2 separate regions of the Zea mays genome follow, and region 2 is linked to region 1. The links are chromatin contacts, called in public Hi-C maps. All regions are on one chromosome and are shown on one strand. The core of a region is the stretch at or near the end of the contact, and the rest is flanking DNA. Distances in the headings are between cores, read along the strand shown.

Region 1 (4,466 bases), core at 403-2,902:
CCGAGCTGACTCGGGCCGCAGGGAACAAGACCGGTGTCCCATCTGGCTAGCTCCGCCAGATAGGCAATGATGGCGCCCCGCATACTCTGTGACGACGACGGCTCTCAGCCCCCTTATGGAAGCAAGAGGACGTCAGCAGGGACCCAACCGCTCCGACAGCTGTCCCTCCGCCAGGCTCCATCGCTCCTCCGATGGCCACAACATCACACCAGCTGGGTGCCAAAATCTCTCCGGCTGCCACGACGGCATGTACTTAGGGCGCTAGCTCTCCTCCGCTAGACACGTAGCACTCTGCTACACCCCCCATTGTACACCTGGATCCTCTCCTTACGTCTATAAAAGGAAGGACCAGGGCCCTCTTAGAGAGGGTTGGCCACGCGAGGACGAGACAGGCGCTCGCTTGGAGCCGCTCGCTTCCCTCTCCCGCGTGGACGCTTGTAACCCCCTACTGCAAGCGCACCCGACCTGGGCGCGGGACGAACACGAAGGCTGCGGGATTCCCACCTCTCTCACGCCGGTCTCCGGCCGCCTCGCTCTCCCCCCTTCGCGCTCGCCCTCGCTCGACCCATCTGGGCTGGGGCACGCGGCGACACTCACTCGTCGGCCCAGGGACCCCCCGGTCTCGAAACGCCGACACTTGTGTTATTGCTCTTCCTTGTCTAAGCACTCTTGCTTTATTCTCATAGACTTATTAGTAGTATTGATTTATCAATTCCGCATTATTTGAAAGCAATACTCTTTACAAGCAAGGATTTAGTTTTTATACTCCGATAATTGTATATCTTGTTCTAACCACTAATCAAGGGATCTAGTTGGGGGATAAAATTTTAATTTTCAGGTTTCGCCTATCCACCCCCCTCTAGGCGACTTTCACTTAGGCCTAGTCCCGATAGGCCATGAGTGCGCCACAGACCAGAGGGTGCACGTGCCATAAATGTGCCGTAGTCTGAGAGGTTCGTAGGTCATGAGTGCTCTGTGGCCCGAGGGGTTCTTAGGTCTTAAGTGGAAGACGGTCCGACGCCTCCGTTGTAGCTCGTCGCCAGGCACAGTTAATGCGACCGGTCATTTATGACGGGTCGGTCTTAGGTCAGGCGCGAGATCCACTCGAGTGGTTTCTCTTCGGCACGCCTTGCCCCAGTTAGGTTCCGCCACACCTGACTGTAGGCTCGGTGCCGTGGGGTTCGTCCGGGGACGAGCACCTCCAGGATAGCCGTTACCTATTTTCTTCGGCTGACCAGTGGGCCCAGTTGCTAGAGGTTTTTTCTTAGTGCGCTTGCTGACCGATGGGCCCCAAAGACCGATGATCTCTTTCTCGACACTTGCTATCCAACACTATTTACTCTCTAGATTGGCAACTCGATAGCAATTTTCTAAACACACTTATCATTGATTTCTTTACACCTACATGTTTATTTTTTTCCCTTTTCTAGCACAGCGAAGTACCAGGTCCGACATGCTATTTTTTTCATTAACTATTGTCAGTAACTATTGGAGTTGCTTTTAATTAGATCCTGGCCGGAGAGCAAACAAAACAGCCCAACATTTCAAGGCCCAGGTCCATCGACCGCCTGGCCTCCTCTCCCTACCCCTACGGGTCCTGTGGCCACTGCCTCTTGCCGCAGGCAGCCCTCTTCTCTCTCTTCCGCCGTCTCGCCTCCTCACGCCATTAAACCCCACCCGCGCGCGCGGCGGCCGGCGGCGAGCCCTCACCCATCCGAGCAAGCCGTGGAGGAAGCGAGCGCGCGAAAGTATCAGGAGGAGGCATGGGTACCCTGGGGCGCGCGATCTTCACGGTGGGCAAGTGGATCCGGGGCACGGGGCAGGCCATGGACCGCCTCGGATCCACCATCCAGGGCGGCCTCCGCGTCGAGGAACAGGGTAAACATGCGCCTTCTCCCGCTCCATTCTTCTCCCCTGCTCCTCCGCCTCCTCGCCCCCACCTTGTGGCTGCTTCTTACTCGCAAAAGGGTGGAATCGGGTCCTCGTGTAATCATTTTTATGCGTCGTGGAGGTACATGTATGCCATCTATCAGTTCGTTGTGTTCGCCTTTTAGGACCTGCTAGTGCCAGATCAGGTTGAATCAGTGGCGTCCGCGCTCCTTGTTGTCCTCACACTTGGGGATGTGCCCAAAGTTTAATAAAGCCGAAATAGCATTCGTGCAAAGATGGATTAGATATGTATATTGATAATGTGGTTTGATTATTTGAATAATGCTTATATGAGCTGTCCTTTACACTAGCTACTATGCCCCCCCCCCCCCCCCCCCCCCCCCCCCCCCCCTTATACGTTGCCTTTGTTTCTAGTGTGGACGTGTGGTCACGCAATCATGAAATGTTCCCATTGTAGTTAGCAGTTTTTCCTGTGGAAGTCATTTGCAACAAGCATTGGTTAATATGTCCAACTGACATTCCTGTTTCAAGCGAACTTATATGCTATTCTCTCTTCCCTAGCATCATAATAATGGTATTTCTTCTTGGCATCACTATGCTCCAACTGTTGGATTATCAGGGATCTGCATGATTTTGGCACCATGATGCATTTTATTTTAATTCATATTAGTTGATGTGTATGTATGATGCATTTTAATTCATGCATTTATGACTCCTGTGATTTGCAAAAATATTAGTTGCTGACTAGTTGGCTTGAATGCTGTTTTCAGTTTCAAGGCATCGTACAATCATGAATATTTTTGAGAAAGAGCCAAGGATCCATAGAGATGTGTTTGTTGCTCCCAGTGCAGCAGTCATTGGGGATGTTGAGATTGGTCATGGATCGTCAATCTGGTACGGATCCATATTGAGAGGTAAACCCTTGAACAGTATGCTTTTTACATGTTAGATGTTCTCTGAGCTGCAATGCTTGTAGTCATAATGGTTTTATTCGGTGTGTTTCATTTCGTGGTCTTGGTCATGAACGCAGAACGGTTCAGTAGAATACTATGTTGCACTCAGTATATCTGACGTACCAATGAAACTAAGCAGTGGGAAACATTTAGTGCATGTTTGGCATAGCTCTGCTCCACTGCACAGCAGCTTTGCTCCAAAACTCTGGGTGGAGCAGCTCTGCTCTGTAGTTTAGGTTGCTTTCTCATAACTAGTGGCAGCGGCAGGTAAATACCTTCAAACTCCAAAAAATTGTACGGCGGCTCTCAAACCTCCATGGAGTGTACAACTTTGAAGTTGGGGTGTTTGGCTGGCTCTAGTCAGCTCTTCCTTGGAGTTTTGCTCCGGAGCAATGCCAAACACCCCCTTAGTTTAGAGTACTTATTTGTCGGCTGTGGGACACTATCATACATACTGGTGAACTGCTGTTAGATTTCCAAATATATAAACATTTCTAAGGAATAAGGGTGCTCGGGAATAATCATTTGGTTCATTATAGTAGCCACCAATTTTTGTGTCAGTATCAAGTTTATGAGGCTTAGACCCTGTTGCATCACCACAATATGTTACTGAGAAGTTAATATTCCATCCAAGAGAGAAGATGTTAAAAGTATGCTTGTTTATCACTTTGGCTTGTACATCTAAAAATAACTGCCATATTCAAACCCAAACCATAGTGATTGACATTCAAATACTAAGAGTATACCATGCGAACCTACACAAATTTAAGGCAATCTCAAAATCTACAGCTTGTAAGCATTTATTATTGAAGCATCACATACTTTCATTTTTGGATGGGCATCAGCAAGACAGCAACTTTGTCAGAGAACAGGATTTGTTAATTGTTAAATACGTCTGAGACTGGGTTATTATGTGATTGACATTTTCTATAATTACTAGTCAATATGGTGAGAATACAACATGGTTTTTGTGCCTGTAGGATAATTTTCTATCTGAAATCAATTTCTGTGCATGTAAAATTTTGCTTGCTTTTTATTCTTGTCTTCAGGTGATGTCAACAGCATTCATATTGGATCTGGTACTAATATACAAGACAATTCCCTTGTACATGTTTCAAAAGCTAACATTAGCGGGAAGGTCCTCCCAACCATAATTGGAAGCAACGTGACAGTGGGTCAGTAAATAACCTTTTAGTATATTCCTGCTAAATGTGGAGCTTCATTTAGCCTGGATGATCGACCAAATTTATACAACTGATCGAACTGTATTTCTTACAGGTCACAGTGCTGTATTACATGCATGTACCATTGAGGATGAAGCTTTTGTTGGTATGGGTGCCACTCTGCTTGATGGAGTGGTGGTTGAAAAGCACAGCATGGTTGGTGCAGGATCTCTTGTTAAGCAGAATACAAGGATTCCTTCTGGAGAGGTTATTTACTTAATTATGTTCTCATCAGACTGTTTTCTACTAAATGTAAAAATTGCAAAATTTCATTATTTGGCAGTAGTTTTAGCTAATGTTCTTTATACTACTAAGATGGAACTCAAAGCATAATATTTGTAAGATTAGTTATGTGCATGTTCCTTCTACAAAAAGAACACTGCAACCCATTTTTGTGAGC
Region 2 (4,851 bases), core at 2,138-4,637, 160 kb before region 1:
AAAAAGTTGCTACTACCAAATCAAAAGCTGAAGCTCCTGAGAAGTCGCCTCTGTCACTTTCGCAAGAACTTTTGCAATCAAACGGCAAATTAAAAAACTTGTAGAACGGAAAGGGTGGACCAAAGTAGGCAACAATTCTGCCAAATTATGAAACTGACTTACAAAGGCAAAAAAAAAAAAAAAGAACCATTAATGTAAGAGCAGACGAAATCTGTCCAAACATTCACTAAAATTTTGCCCTGAGAAAGAGAAACCACAAGCCCAAAACTGTCGTCGTAATCTTGTGGCGCCAACCAAACGCGTTGCCCATTATGTGACCGACAGCGCAGTTGAATCGAGCAATGGGGCCAACCAGGAATGCCAGCAGCAACAGCGAGTGCATTAGGTGATGAAGGCACAGATGGATTCGCATACAACAGCTGGTACAAAAAAGGACAATTAGGTGCGCTCTGATCCCAACACCAAGACAGACACCAGTAGGTACAAGAAGCACGGCATCAGTTGGAGCGTCAAATCAAAGCTTAATATCATCCACAACGGTTGTTTGGGATCTCACATAAAAGATTTTCTTTTTCCTCCCAAAGGGACAAGCAAGCCACATCCCAGATTCTAGAAGAACCAGCATAGAGCGACGGTCCACTCCAAGAACGCGCAGTGGTCCCTTTGTAGAAATGATGGACTAATCTTTATCATGATGATGACATGAAATCCTCCGGCCTAGCGATGAAAACTTCCTCAAACTCACCGTCATCTGGTGAAGGAACAGAAATTACAGTCAGGAACTATCAGACCGAAAATGAAATAGCTATAGAAAGGGTAACCCACGGCGGAACAAGGAAAGCAAGAAGCTGCATTGAGTAGGTTGAGTTTTTAGAAAAGGACTAGCATCATGCATTCACTTTATTTAGAATAGGGACAACCTGCTGTTATGCTATGATAAACCACTTTGCAATCATAGATTCTTCTTAGCTTATTATTAACATAGAAATGAGGGAAAATGTGTAAATTTCTGCTAGAGAAAGAATGGCATCAGCAATAATATGGTTTGGTAGGTCAAACCCGCAGTCCAGAAGACAGATCAAGCTGCTGACTAGTGAATGATGACCTAAGACATAATATAAGGTATTTTCTACAAATGTAAACAGTTGCTGGGCAATAATCATAACCATCGAGTGGTATACTAAGAGTAAGCAAAAAAGAAAAGAAACATTAATAATGCAAAAGGCACTACCTGAAAGATAAGGAAAATAAAAAGTAGGCAAAAACCCATTAACAATTCAGCAAGTGAGCACGATACCTTTTCTTAGTGCCAATGCAACAATGGAATCGTTATCCACCTGAACAAGTATAAAAAAAGAAAATATCACGCAACTGGTAAAATGCAATAAACAAGCTGTGGGTTTAATCTTCAAAGAAAACCGATATGCTAAGGCTACACAAACTAAACTTAATGTGACTGAAAAAATAAATATCTGCATTAGCAAGCAGACTTCACTTATAGATGTTCTATGAGAATAATGAGACTGCACATTAGGCTAAGACCCCGTTTGTTTCCCTTCATTTTGAGGAATTAGAATCTAACTAATGGAATAGACTACTTTTTAGAATGTGATATTCCACAACTTTCTAAAGTTGATACATAAGCCTGTCTTAAATTCATGGAGTGAAAGATGAAAATTGATTTTATAGATTTGCATGCTACTTTTCCAATGTACAACTTATAGCACACTCTTCTACTTACTTCTCTATAGCATAAGTGTAGTGTATAACTATCTCATATGATTTAGGATAATATACAAATATATTACATATACAAATATATTAACTTAATTAGTTCGTGTCTAAATTATGATTATTAGAATCGAATTCAATTCCAACGAAACAAACGGGGCCTAAACAGAATCATCTTAGGAATAATATGTAAAGAAGCAGAAGCAGCTAGATGTAGGGGTACCTTTTGATCTGCCAAAGTCTTTGAGTCTTCAAGCACATCACTGCTAGGCCACAAGACCAACTGCTGACTACTAGGAGGTTGATCTATCAGCGAGTGCAACTTCTGTTTGATGCTCAAAGCTGTCTCTGTTGGTTCACATTGAATGAAGTAGGTACTCTTGTTGCGCTTCACTCGGATATACATGTTTGCAAGCCTGCACCGCACGGGATGCCTAAAAGTCATCAGTACACAGATAAGACGGAACCAGCAACAATAGGAAATATCTCTGCTTCCCTGAAACAATATTCGCTACTCCAGGAGCTGGAAAGTAGTAGCACTATAGTGATAAGCGTACTATATCTTAGGTGCTGTTTGATTCACCTATTTATTTGTAACGTGAACGGTAATAGATAACATTAAAAAACCATGTTTGTTTAAGTCCGTAATAACACTAGAAACTAATACCGTCTTATTCAAACTTGTTACAGCCGGTAATCGAACGTGAATCATTACAATTACCATTTATGTTACATTTCGTGAACCAAACCACACCTTAGTAACTAATACCCTAAAAATTGCTGAGGGCAATGAAAGCCAATGGTTGCATTGGACATGGATTATGTAAAAGGGCTAGGTAGGTGTTTGGTTTAAGAAATGAGCTAGTCCATCATCTTCTCACTCCTCACTATTTTTGTTTGGTTTGTGGAATGGAATGAGTTGATCCATCACCACCTCATTCCTCATAGTTAATTAGTTAGTACTAATATGAAGAATAGGGTCATCCCACCAAATTTGAGGAATAAACCCATGATGCACCACCTCAATTTGGATGTAGTGATTCCTTAAACCAAACACCCCCTAAATGAGCGGATCAATCATGCATACAAACACCCAGTACGCTAGAAAAAGGTACAAATAAATAACCATAGTGAAAACACAATAGAACAAACATAACAGGCACCGTGAACTGCCCTAAAATCATCAAATTATACTCGATCCCCAATGGTTCTTGAAGCAAAGTGACTACACAATACTCCGTAACGGGGAAGACCTATGCGCAAGAACTGCCCGCGGAGACCCCAGCTACTCTCGTACACCAACGAACGGAACACACAACAGTTGGTCAGATCTGCGAGCCGGGAAATGAGACGCACCCAGCGGATCGTCGATCTGTATTCCCCTGTGGTGGGACGCCGGTCGGAGGAGCCGACGGCGGACGCGCGCGTTGACGAGCTAGACGCCGAGGAGCCGGGAGACGGAGACGAGCCGCGGCGGATGGCTGGAAGCGAGGCCGAGGGTGGGGGAGAAGGGAAAGGATGCTGCGCTATTCAGCGCATTGGGCTATTGGGCCTGTCATTGTGCTTAGGAATTCCTTGTGCTTACCTTCGCTACAAATAATCAAAGTGGGCCGGCCCAGTACTCAGTCTCGGCTTCTTCGTTTTCCTTCGCCCGACGCGGCCGCCGCCGTTCCCGCTCGGTCCCGGGGTTCCGTAGGGGCAGGCGTCCTATCTTGCCCTAGTGGTTACCTTCCAGGGGCACCGCGTGCTGGTGGAGGTCTCCAACGGTAGTGTCCGTGGAAGACAGTTACTCGGCGCCGTCATGGCGGCGGCCGGTGGCGGAAGGGAAGCCACCACATCCGGCTGTGGTCTCAAGCGCCGCTACGCACCACACGACCAGGAGGTTCGCATTCTTCCTTTTCTTCTTGTGACACTGCTGCTTCTAGTATTTGCTCGCCTGCTATCAACGCATCACGCATGAATGTTTGTTGTACTAGAAATGTTAGTCTGACTGATGCTACACACTGCGCATGACGTTGCGTTCGACTTGCTAGTGGGGAGAGGAGTCCATCATAACATTTAGAAGTAAAAATTGAATATCAAGGGATTTTCTCCCCCTCAATCCTCTCCAATTCCCTTGTCACCAAACCAGCCCTTAGAAGTACAAATGACCTTCTCCGCAATATCAAAAACCCACAAGTAACTGGTCCACTAACTGGAAATCCGTCGCAAATTGAATTGAGGGGTTGCAAGTAACAACATAATGCGGCAATTGTCAACCAATAGAGCTGAGTTGACGACACATTGGGGTAGCGAAGAAATTTTGTACTACTGAATCACGGACTGTTTTCCATCCATGATATAATACACACAGGAGGAGACGATGAATCAAGATCAGCCTTCTAAGGAAGATCGGTGTGGGCGAATTTGGAGTGGGATCGACTTGCTCAAGGACGTCACTGAAAACAAGCATGTCCTACCTACTGGACTTGAAGGGTACTTCTACCTTGAACATATACATACTCATGCCTTCTCTGTTCAGTCTTCATCTCATATTTGCTATGTTAACACCCTCGTTTATATTACTTTTTGTGATTAATATGATCCTAGTATCATTTGTGACCTTTCATTTTTTTGAAGCATGTGGTCTTTCAATTGACAGCATTGACAGACTTCTTGGGGGCGGGCTGCGCCAAGGTCAGCTCACAGAGGTTACTGGACCATCATCTTCTGGTAAAACACAGGTGAGAAGATGAGTTATCTTTTTATACACACTTAAAATGCTCATGGTTACGGCAACGACTGCTATGCAAGCAGTGCTTCTGTGCAAGCGTGCAAGCAAACCATCTGATCCATTAGATCGTGATCCAACCGTAAGTCACATTTAACACTTAAACCCTTCCACCACCAGCTCAATAATCTTTATAAAAAAACCCCTAACAAACCAGTGGTTGTATCTGTGGTTGGATCGTAATCTAATGGATCAGATGGTTTGCTTGCACGTTTGCACAGAAGCACTGTTTGCATAGCAGTCGTTGCCCATGGTTACTGCTTGGAATGATTTTGTTGGAACTATTATGGGCTAAATCATAGTCATGCTCTTACATATATACCATTTTTCAGGTTTGTCTACATTCTGCT

Evidence for each region. Hi-C and Micro-C count contacts between places; a contact is called where the count stands out from the background.
Region 2: a contact with region 1 is called in a Hi-C map of leaf, with 2.9 times the contacts expected there. The contact joins the promoter of LOC100282783 here to the promoter of LOC100382844 in region 1. A contact is called at or near these places in 4 of 25 Hi-C or Micro-C datasets (ear and leaf).

Annotation. Positions count from the first base shown.
Region 1 is chr7:178,950,655-178,955,120 of Zm-B73-REFERENCE-NAM-5.0, reverse strand. LOC100382844 (Gamma carbonic anhydrase 2 mitochondrial) reads left to right here and starts at 1,652. Exons shown (of 5, transcript NM_001175541.1): 1 at 1,652-1,878; 2 at 2,661-2,804; 3 at 3,893-4,018; 4 at 4,122-4,273. The coding sequence starts at 1,764.
Region 2 is chr7:179,110,417-179,115,267 of Zm-B73-REFERENCE-NAM-5.0, reverse strand. LOC100282783 reads left to right here and starts at 3,387. Exons shown (of 9, transcript NM_001155689.2): 1 at 3,387-3,613; 2 at 4,085-4,206; 3 at 4,373-4,454; 4 at 4,834-4,851. The coding sequence starts at 3,533. It overlaps LOC100285884, which reads right to left and starts at 3,268. Exons shown (of 4, transcript NM_001158774.1): 1 at 3,088-3,268; 2 at 1,955-2,147; 3 at 1,298-1,337; 4 at 360-751. The coding sequence starts at 2,137. The coding sequence ends at 690.